Linked DNA regions of Mus musculus: region 1 is linked to region 2. Evidence: chromatin contacts called from public Hi-C data. All regions are on one chromosome and are shown on one strand. Each heading gives the region's core, a stretch centred on a gene start, on an enhancer-like site or on the middle of the called end of the contact. The rest is flanking DNA. Distances are from core to core; before and after follow the strand shown. Region 1 holds the start of E330023G01Rik (RIKEN cDNA E330023G01 gene). Region 2 has its middle 28 kb from the start of Mrps22.

The links. A called contact is a pair of places that touch in the nucleus more often than the background predicts.
Region 1: a Hi-C map of uterus shows a contact between it and region 2, with 3 times the contacts expected there. The contact joins the promoter of E330023G01Rik here to the enhancer-like site in region 2. A contact is called at or near these places in 1 of 39 promoter capture datasets (the 3T3-L1 cell line), 2 of 15 datasets of contacts at CTCF or cohesin (large pre-B cells and stem cell-derived epiblast-like cells) and 50 of 484 Hi-C or Micro-C datasets (3T3-L1-derived adipocytes, the AML12 cell line, the AtT-20 cell line and 27 more).

Annotation. Positions count from the first base shown.
Region 1 is chr9:98,818,316-98,823,566 of GRCm38.p6, forward strand. E330023G01Rik (RIKEN cDNA E330023G01 gene) reads right to left here and starts at 1,772. Exons shown (of 3, transcript NR_045332.1): 1 at 1,619-1,772.
Region 2 is chr9:98,627,591-98,632,491 of GRCm38.p6, forward strand. No RefSeq gene overlaps it. Among named protein-coding and RNA genes, the nearest start is that of Mrps22, 28 kb to the left of the region's middle. Within about 2 kb of position 2,656, at least 5 of the 459 cell types and tissues checked have an H3K27ac peak or open chromatin away from gene starts, as enhancers often do. A contact at or near this core is called in uterus, where this site is marked.

The DNA.
Region 1 (5,251 bases), core at 522-3,021, 190 kb after region 2:
AACATCTTCTCAGTTTCTTCTATGTGTTAGCATTGAGCTTCACCTCATGGGATCAAGGCCAAGCAGCAAGCATGCCTCTTTTGAGCCCCATCAGAGCCCAGTACAGCAGAAAGGACAATTATGTTCTGCATGTAGCATGCCACTCAAAGAACTGGCCAAAGGCTTGTACAATCAGTCAACAATCTATTATTTCAAATCCTACTTACTTACAACTGGCTGTCATGCCCAGAGAAGTTCTAATGGACTGGCTGAGTTCATCACATCATGTTGGTATTGGGATACGATACCAATAGGAACAGGATATGAGCAGATATGTTTTATTAGCATATTACAAGCTGTTTTGGAGAACCTACTAGCTTGGATTTCCATTTCAGGCCCTGGGCTTCCCAAGGCTATGTAGCCTTGGGCAGGGCTCTTAATTCTCTGGATGCCATTTTCTCTTGCAAAATAAAGCAATATCCCCATCCCAGAGTAGAAGTGAGGATGACAGGCAACCTCTGTCCATGAAGTGTCACATGTGGTTTGAGGCACATGAGTGGGCTCAGCCATTGTCCCAGGTAAAGAAGTCAAGGGCAGCAACCCAGTGAAAAACCAAGTATCAACGAGCACAGCTTAGTCCTAGAACAGCCTTAGAACAGCAAAAAGACAGGAAACCACACAGGAGCTTGTTTTTAAAGACAAAGGAAAAATACGATTAAGCGGCCTGAGAGTGCTGTTACACAAGAATGAAAATATTTTCCTTACTAGGGCACTCGTATGTCAACAGCCGATAGGGAGTGGGAGCAGCCACCTCAAGGCCACCAGGCACCTCCAATAACACAGGATGGAGTGTGAATCCTTGTGGAGGATGGGAGAACTGGGATAGCACTGGCCCCAAAGCCAGCTGGATAAGGTCCCGAGAGATGCAGCCTGTGAGATGGGTGGGGGTGAGCAACTGGCACTCCATCCACCCATGGCTTCTCCCTCTCTTTCCTCTTCCACTCAACTGGACCATTTCAAAGTCACTGGCAGGAGGCTGGTTTAGTCAGGCCCAGGAAGGGAAAGAACTGCTCCTTAAGATTAACCAGCTAATACGGTACAGCCATGAAAGTCCTGTCAGAGTGACCCCCATGCCAGACCACAGTGTCACCCCATGGGACTCTGCTCAGCCCCAGTGGCAGTATAGAGATCAACCAGACCGCCTTCAGCCCACAGGCAAGGCCTCGCTGCAACTGACCCACTCATTCACTTCCTGGTCCTGTCAGGGCTACACACACAGACAGACAGACAGATACACACACACACACACACACACACACACACACACACACACACAGACCCAAAGTGTGGGCTTTCCTTCAGCTGACCATCTGTGTCCCATCTCTGCTCACACAGCCATGCCAAGTTTCCTTGTATTCTTTGCACCCTCCCTTCCCACTGCTGTGGAGCTGCTCTGGCTCCCTGCTCTCTGGTCTTGGGTCATGGCAAGCACTCTCCTGACCTCACATGCTCCAGCTTTCTGTTCCTATAGAATGAAAGAAGCACTACCATGGTGCTGCAGCCCCTATCCACCCACAGGACAGGGCTCTCCCCTGCCTTGACTCCTTCTGCACCACTGAACTGCCCCCCCTCCCATTACCTTCGAACTTCATAGCTTTTCCATGCGTTCCAGCTGTTTCTGCAGTGCCATTCCCCCCAGCAGTCTCACTGTGTGCCTGCTGGTGTGCTTCAGCCTTTCTAAGGCTCCCTTCTTTCTGTAGAAGTCACCTGGAGCTCCCGGAGCCAGTGACCCTGTAGAGGCCAGTTCCCTGAGCATTTGTTGATTGGCCCTCGGACCCAGTATGACTGTATCTCCCAACCAGGACCCTGAAGTAGAATAACAGGGTGAGGTCACCTTGTAGCTTAAGAGACTCAGAGAGGAGCCTTCCCATTCTCCTAAGAGAAGGGCTATACTAATTTACTGACCTCCAAAACCTGAGTATACAAGGTGTCTCCCAGGCTACTTCTGGGACTCCTCTAGGTAGAAACTCTTAGGGGAAGAAAGCAAAACTCTGAGAGGAGTGTGCTGGGGCCTGCCTGAGCCTTCAAGAGCCCAGGTTCAAACCCTGGATATTCTGGTCCTTTCCACAATGCCATGTCACCCCTCTCCACCCAACACCCTCAGAGGAGACTATAAAACATCCTCAGCCCTTCAAAGGAATCAACTTCAGATCTTGAAGACTACAAGGAGAAGCAGCAAAGGGCCATGCATGACCAGGTCCCCCTCACCAAGCGGTGTCCAGGAGCAGCTGCATGTGGTGGGGAGAGATCTCCCATTCCCTTCCCACGGCTGGGGTCGTGAGGCAGGAGGACAGGATCAATGCCAGTGTGAGCAGCAGGTACACTTCCTTCCCTGAGTGTAGGTAGACCCCGGGGACTGGGCCTCTGAGAAATGTGGCCATCTTTGTGAGAGCCAGGGCTGGAGACCAGTGGTTTCTGTCCCCAGTGCAGTCACAGGCAGGCAAAAGCTGTGACACCTAGAAACACTTTGCAATGTCCACTCAGAGAGATTTTCCTGAGCAATAGGGACCACCAAACACTTGTAGACACTTCCCAGACCTGAGCTTTGCAGACCAGCAGTGAACCTCACACCACCAAAATGGGACCCTTCGGTCTGAAGAGGCAACCGAGGAGATGATTTGAGAACCTGCCCCCACCCCACAGGAATCCACATCCCAGTTCTCAGGCCACATGGGTCAGGCATTCAAGATCAAGACGCAAATGATACACGGGCCCTACTTTCATCAAGTAGCCAAGGATCCAGGAGCATCAAGAACAGCCTGAGACCATGTGCTAAGGGATGTCTGTGGCTAGAGACACAGGCCAGTCCCTCCTCCTCCTGAGAGCCTCTACCAATCAGGCCCTCTCCTGCCTGGGCCATAGTGTGGGCCCTGTGGTTCCAGCAGCCTGGTCCCAGCTAACCAGACCAAGGTGGTCACTGGTTCAAGAGTGACCAGCAAAACAATTAAGAACCTGGCTTTTTGGAATTAGGATTTCTAAAGGGAATGAGTTACAGTGGCTGTCCATGAGACAAGGTTGGGGCCAGGGAGGCCCTGAGCACTGCAAACAGAGAGCACAACCTTTGAAAAGCCTGAGTTTAGAGCCCCCCCCCCACTTACAGATTGAATCTGAAATGTCCCCCACTGGCTCATGTCTGCAGCCTCCAGGTTGGGACACTATGCTGATTGCTCTATATCCTCCAGGAAGCGGGGAGGGCCTCTTTGGCAGAAGCAGGTTAGTAGGGGAAAAGACTTTGAAGATGTGATGCCAAGTTTGGGTTCTGGCCTGCTCTCTCTGCTACTTAATCTGTGTCACATGAACCCTTGCCACCACAGACACCCACATAATAGCATCCCCATGAGCTCTGTCATGCCTTCCCTGAAATGCTGGTCTGAATCTCTCTGAAGCTGTGAACCAACACAGTCCACCCTGAAGTTGTTTCTGTGGGGTGCTTCATGGTGGTGATAAGAACTCATACAGACACAGATGATCAGATGATGGTGATCCTGCAAGCAGGGCTCAGAGAGGATGGACCAGGTAGGTTGTCCAGAAAGCCAGTAAAACTACAGCAAGTGCAAGGCCAGTGGAACATACAGCATCTTCATGGTGCAGGAACAGGACTCGAGCATAATCCAATCCATAGACTTCGCCAGCTGCAGGCTCCATGCAAGGATGACTACATAGCTAGGTCTCTGCATCATTTGATCTCACATACTTAAGGAAGACATCAACACTAGTCTGATAACCACAGCTCAGACTCCATGCTATAAACAGAGGAATCCCAGGAATTTATGAAAGCTCACAGTAGGTATGCAGGAGTTCTGATTGGACTTGTCATCACTGTGACAGGATCTTGACATAAACTACAGACAGGAGGACAGACCTATCTTAGCTGCACTTCAGGTTTGGTTTATGGCCAGCTGGATCCATTGCTAAAGCAGCTGCCCTCAAGGCAGACAGAAAGAAGAGAGAGATGAGGCTGGAAACAAAGTCTAGCTTTCCAGGGTATGTCCCCAATTGCTGGTGACCCACTTCTTCTGAGGCACTGCCTCTTGATAATGTCATGCTATAACCTCTCAATATGGCCTCTACCTTAGGACCCAATCTTCAACATTTGAGTCTTTTGGGAGGCTACTTATATCCAAACCACAAAGAATAGGCCATCCTGCTTTTCACAGAGACCTCAAGTTTTAATCCCCAAGTTTAGCACATGTCAATTATCTCCCTTATTTGCTTCTCATGAGGGTGGGAGGTAGATGCTTTTTCCAATACTTATTACTATATTTAAATATTGAGTTCGTTTGTTCAATGGTATTCTTACTGCCTTCCTGAATGGCAGCAAGAATTGAGATCCTAAGAGAAGCCCCCACTTCTATATACAAGAAAATATATTGCTCCCAACATGAAAATGAAAATCAAAACACAGCCTACCAGAATCTTTGGGATGTAGCAATGGCCATCTTAAGAGAGGACTTTATGGTTGTAAATTTAAAAAGTTAGAGAAAGAACTCAAATAAATAACTTAATGATGCATCTCAAAACACTAGAAAAACAAAACAAATTCAAAATTATTATAAAGAAATAAGTAATAAAACTTGATGGCTCAGTCCTTAAAGTGCTTGCCACCCAAACATGAAGACTTGAGTTTGGATCCCCAGAATCTGTGGAAAGGCAAGCACTGTGGCATGTATTTATAATCTGAGCACCAGGAAATCAGAGACAACAATTCCACTGTAGTGCTCTGGCCAGCCAACCTAACAAAATCCACTAGCTCCAGGTTCAAGGAGAGACCCTGTCTCAAACAATATGGTAGAGAGTAAATGAGGAAGACATCAAAATTAACCCTTTGCCTCCACACATGTACACATACATGCATGCCCATTTGCATGCACAAACACACACACACACACACACACACACACACACATATATAAAGAAAAATTAAATTAAAAATCAAAGCAGAAACTAATAAAATAGAAACAAAAAGAATAATACAAAGGACCAAAGAAACAGAGTTTGTTCTTTCAAAGAAAACAAGACCAAGAGACATTAGTCTAATCATCAAAAGTAAAACAGAAAGCCTGAGTTAAAGTCAGAGACAACGAGGGAGTCATTATAATAGCTATGACCAGAATCCAGAATATTATTGAAGAATATTTTGGAAAATTCTAATGTATTGGAAAATCTATATGAAATGGGTAAACTTCTATGCATATTATCCACCCAAATAACA
Region 2 (4,901 bases), core at 1,406-3,905:
TGGTCCCTAGGGACAGCAGGTAGACTTACACAGGTGACAGTGACTTCAGCCAGGGGGGTTCTTGGCTGAACCTTGAGGCATGACCAACCATTTAAGTCTTAGACATGTGACTAAGCCCCAAATGAGGCATTCTCCTAATTCCTATAATATATCTATCTAATGATGATGGGAAGGAGGGAGCTGAGCTGAGCAGTTAGGCAAGTGCTTTTCCAGGAAGCGCTAGTGGTTTCTTTAGGCATTTCTTTCCAAGATGGCTCTGAGGAGTTAACAGACAGTGATGGGTCTGTTGGTGAAAGGAAGGGCTTGAGAAAGGTCAGACAGAAGCCTGGGTGTTTCCTCGTCCCTCTTATCTTCTGCTCAGAGACTTGGGTCTCCAACTCTGTACCCTTTGGGACCCCTAGAATGTCTTGGCCCACCTTTCCTCAGTGATGCTGAGGAACCGGACCTGCTGCGTCTTCCTTAGTGTGTGGGAGCATCTCTCCCATGGAGGCAGCCCCGCATAGGTCCGACTTCTCACACTTCTTGGTGGAAACTTGTGGACAGCTCCAGCTTCCCGCAGAGGACCGGAGGTCATCACTGGGCTTGTGGGCTCTTGGCACAGCTCTGATGATCTCTTCTGTGGCGGCATCATGTTGGAGGCTGCACTTCTCTGAGAAAGTTCATCCGCATCCGTGGAAATAATGATCAGCCCTGAGATCAGATCTAAACTCCAGCTTACCTGGGTGTCCTGATAGCAGGTCTCTTAGGATCCCTGAGGGACAGTGGAGAAGCTGGGAAATGTGGTTGAGTTTTCTCCCCTGTGGTCTGATGGGATTCCCTGGCCATCAGTCTTCCAGGCTGCACCTGTTCTTCATCCCGGAGCACCAGCTTCCTGACTGACTTTACAATGGGAGGGTTCAAAGGGAACAGCTGGGTCCTGAGGTTGGGATAAATGTTGAGAGGCATTTACAAATAGCCTCCCAGTTAAATGTGCATCCACAAGCTCTCCAGATACCTTCTTAGCTGTTACAAAGATGTATGTGCCCACCAGTTCTCAGGGCTCAGTCTTCAGACTCCAGCTACTTGATGCTCCACAGGAAGTCATGCGTAGCGCCCCCTGCTGTCTTATCAGCAGATGGCAATGGCCTTTCCTTCTCTTCCCCTGCCTTCTCCATTTCAATAGACCTGGTGGGACTTCTCCCTAAGTTGCTCTGTTGCTCCCCTGAAGCTTTCTGGAATCGATCAATTTACTGACTGTGCACCCCCTCAAAAAATGTCTTAGCCAAAAGGTCTTAGCCAAGTCACTGGGAAGCAGATCCCCCGATTCAAGGTTATAACACTCATCAATGGGCTGGGTTGCCTTGGTGAGCTCCAGAACCTCTCTGAACCGTGCTCCTCATTCAATGTGTAAAATCACAGCCTGTCCCTGTCCCTGCAGTGGTCTGAGGATTGCATGCTTTCACATCTGCCAAACACTTAGCACATCGTAAGAACTCAGTTAATGGCACTATCTATCTCCTCAGAGCTCATCCGTTTAGGCGGTTCCTCCAAGTTTGTCCCAAGCTTCCTGGCAGCCATTATCGAATACATCATGGGGGAAATGTGTCTTCCCTGCAGGGCTTCAATCATCTCACGCTCTCCAGACTCTTTGCCACCCTACTGGGACTCTAGTGTCGGCTTTTGGCTGCTGTTCCTTGTGAGGTACATGACAGAACAGGAGCGTTCAGCCACCCTCGAGGTCCTGCTAGCCACCCTCGAGGTCATCTGCTCAAACACTCACCTTCTCCTTTGAACATGCTTGCCCACACACCCACACTCACAAAACCAACTCACCTGTGACTTCATATACGCACATAGCTGCAGGTAACCACACACACGCTCAGACACATTTGGTCTTCAGAAGCTTTCAGTGCCCGAGTAAACGGGAGAGGAGATTTGGAGTGCCCTCTCACCTAGGAAGTTAAGATCAAATACTTGACGGTCTATGTGATTTCTGGCAGGATCTGTGACCTCCGGGAGTCGCTGTGGTCTGGAAAGCCAAGGCAACAGAACTGACTTTTGCGCAGATTGCAAAGAGAGTTAATTCAGATCATATGTACTAAATGCTGGACACACACTGGGGGAGAATCCCATGAAAATCCCTCAAGTTCCAAATGAACTGGAGGCCCTTGGCCCCAGAAAACATCCTGGCTGTTACCATGGTACCCTGGTCTGTGCAGTTAGGAAGCTCTGGTCCAGACCTCAGGCCAGAACCCTGCTGAAAGATCCAGGACCCACCCAAATAACAGGGGAGCCTGGACAGACTGGGGCCTAGGAAGCAGCAGTTCCAGCTCCTGTTCTAACTTATTGGCCACCTGAGACACATGGGCCTCTCAGAGCTTTACGACACAGGTCTGAGCCAGAGCCTGGCAAACAGCAAGTGACCTATGATGGGTGGATGGATGGATGGATAAATGGATGGATGCATGGTTGGCTGTCAGCAGCTGTGACCCCGGGTGCCAGTCACCTCCTGGCTCTGTGTCTTCCCAGATCCATTCACTCCCATGTGAGGACCAGGCCCATGTGGTCCCTGCCCATAATCTTCCTCCCTCCCCTCGCTGAGGATGCGCTGAGGGTGCGGATGCTCCTCTCCCCTCCAAGAATTCAAAGGGGCCTGGAAACTTGTTTATTAGGAAAAGCTGTGGGAGGCTGTCCTGCTCGGTGGAGGCGCTGACCTCTCCCAGCCGGTCCTGCATAGTTCTCTCCAGAGACATCTTTTCATGTTCCCTGGCTTTCTTGGGTGAGTCACAGATCTGTAAATCCTGCCCACAGAAAGCTTGGCAAAGTGTACAAGGTGTTTATTGGAAGGGGAAAGAGGCGCATGATCAAAACCCTGGCCATGGCTTGAGTCTCAGATACTTGCAAGAGTGAGTTTTAAAGGTTAAGCTTAAAGTATCTATGCAGATTCACGGGGCACTCCCCCACTCCCAGGCCACTTGAAGGAGATTATATAATACCCAGCTGTAGTCAGACCACTAGACTGTATTTGTTTAGGGCCAGATACTCAAATGGAAACTTTAAAAAAAAAGTTTTGTTTTCAATTGCTGTGTTGTTTAGATGCAATCTTACGGACACACATACACAGGCCACAAGGCTCTGTCACCCAGGCTGCCTCCGCTGGCCTCTGCATCTTTGCACACAGCATTATCTCTGCTGGTACCTCCTTCCCACTCTCTGGCTTGGACTCGGAGACCAGGTCAGACACAGATTCTTTATCTTAAACCTTAGTGAGGGAAAGCAGAGAGCAGAGGAGGAAACCCACGCTGAGTCCCCAGGATGAGCAAGAATTCTCCAAACAGGCATTCAGGAGAGAGCCTTCTCACATGAGCATGTCTGCTCATCCTGCAAGAGCTGGCTGGTGTCCTCTCCCTTAGAAAGTGCCCCGTGGTAGAGGTAGACACTCCTTATATCCACATAGCACGTGGGACATGCTCTCCCTCTTGCCTGTCCCCACAAGACCAGCCATCCTCCATGTTACCACTATCTGCCTGGTGTTCTAAACCAGAAGTCTTCTACTCTCATATTTTATGTCTGGGAATTTTATGTGATCCAGGTGTATTGGTATATACAGCGGGTATACAAATCTGATGTTATGATGATGATGGTAAATCATAAAGAAAACTTTTAAAATGGTATATATATGTAATTTTGTCATTTGTTAAAGACAGAAAGAAATTTGCAAACTAATGAAATGTGTGTATTTTACGTAAAGAATATTAAGTTGGTTGGATATTGAGTCTGCAGGACACTCAGCATTTTGAAAGCGTTTTAGAGGTGACTGATAATGATGCTTTGATTTTGTAGTCATCAGTGCTGAGAAAAACACGCCACGTAAATGCATAGTACAGAATGGTAGGAGTCTGTTTAGGGCCACTTCCTAATAGATAGACATTCTGTCATCATCTCAAGCCAAAATTCATTGAATGATTTTTTGTTTTTGTTTTATGAAACGTAATTCAGAATCTCAAATAGCAATTTGTAAAATTAATACAATTCAACCCAAAGACATACCCATTTGGTACTTTCATGTTGATAAATGAGGATAAGAAAGTATTAAGTCTTTTTTTTTTTTTTTTTCTAAGCTAGATGGCGAGAGAGCCCAACTGGTACAGTATTTGCCTCAAAAGCTTTAGAATCTGAGCAAGACACCTAGAATCCACATGAAAGCGAGGTACAGTGGTGGGTGCTGTAATGTCAGCACTGGCAGATGGGGGCTGGGAGAACCCTGGGCTTACTGGACAGCTTGACTGCTCATTCACAGACCAGTGAAGAGACCCTGTTAAAGTGGAAATTTCTGGTTTCTTTGGAGACTCGGGTGATAATGGAGTTTCGCTGAAGCAGACACAGGTGAAAGGATGTTTTACTATAGCCAACTCGTGAAAGGATGAGTGATGTTTAGAAAGAATATAAATATGACCCCACAGACAGGGGGAGCCCCAGCATTGCTCCGCCTTGCTGTTCTTTGCTGACAACATGCAGGTATTGGTTCACCTTACGTCGTGTGGCTGAGCTTCGCCTGTAGTGACACACTAGAAAGGAACTCACCAGAGAGCTTTTCATGAGGTTCCTGAGGCTTCTGGCCGCTTTGGTGGACGTGGGCCAGTGGGTGAGCCTCTTGGTTTCTTCTGGTTTGAACTGCCCGTTCTGATTTGTGTGTGGCATCTGCTGGGTGGACTGGACTGCAACTGCCGAGTCGTGTTTGCTATTTTGCTAAAGGACCGGACTGAGAACGAGAACGATTGGAATTGCCCCAAAGAACTCTTTCTAACCAGGTCCATATCCCGGTAACCTTTCTCTTCTACTTCCTCTTGGTGGGGGCTGGGCTAAAGGGGAGGTTGATGCCTTATTAAAGTAGGTTGTAAAATACTTTACAAACTGTCTCA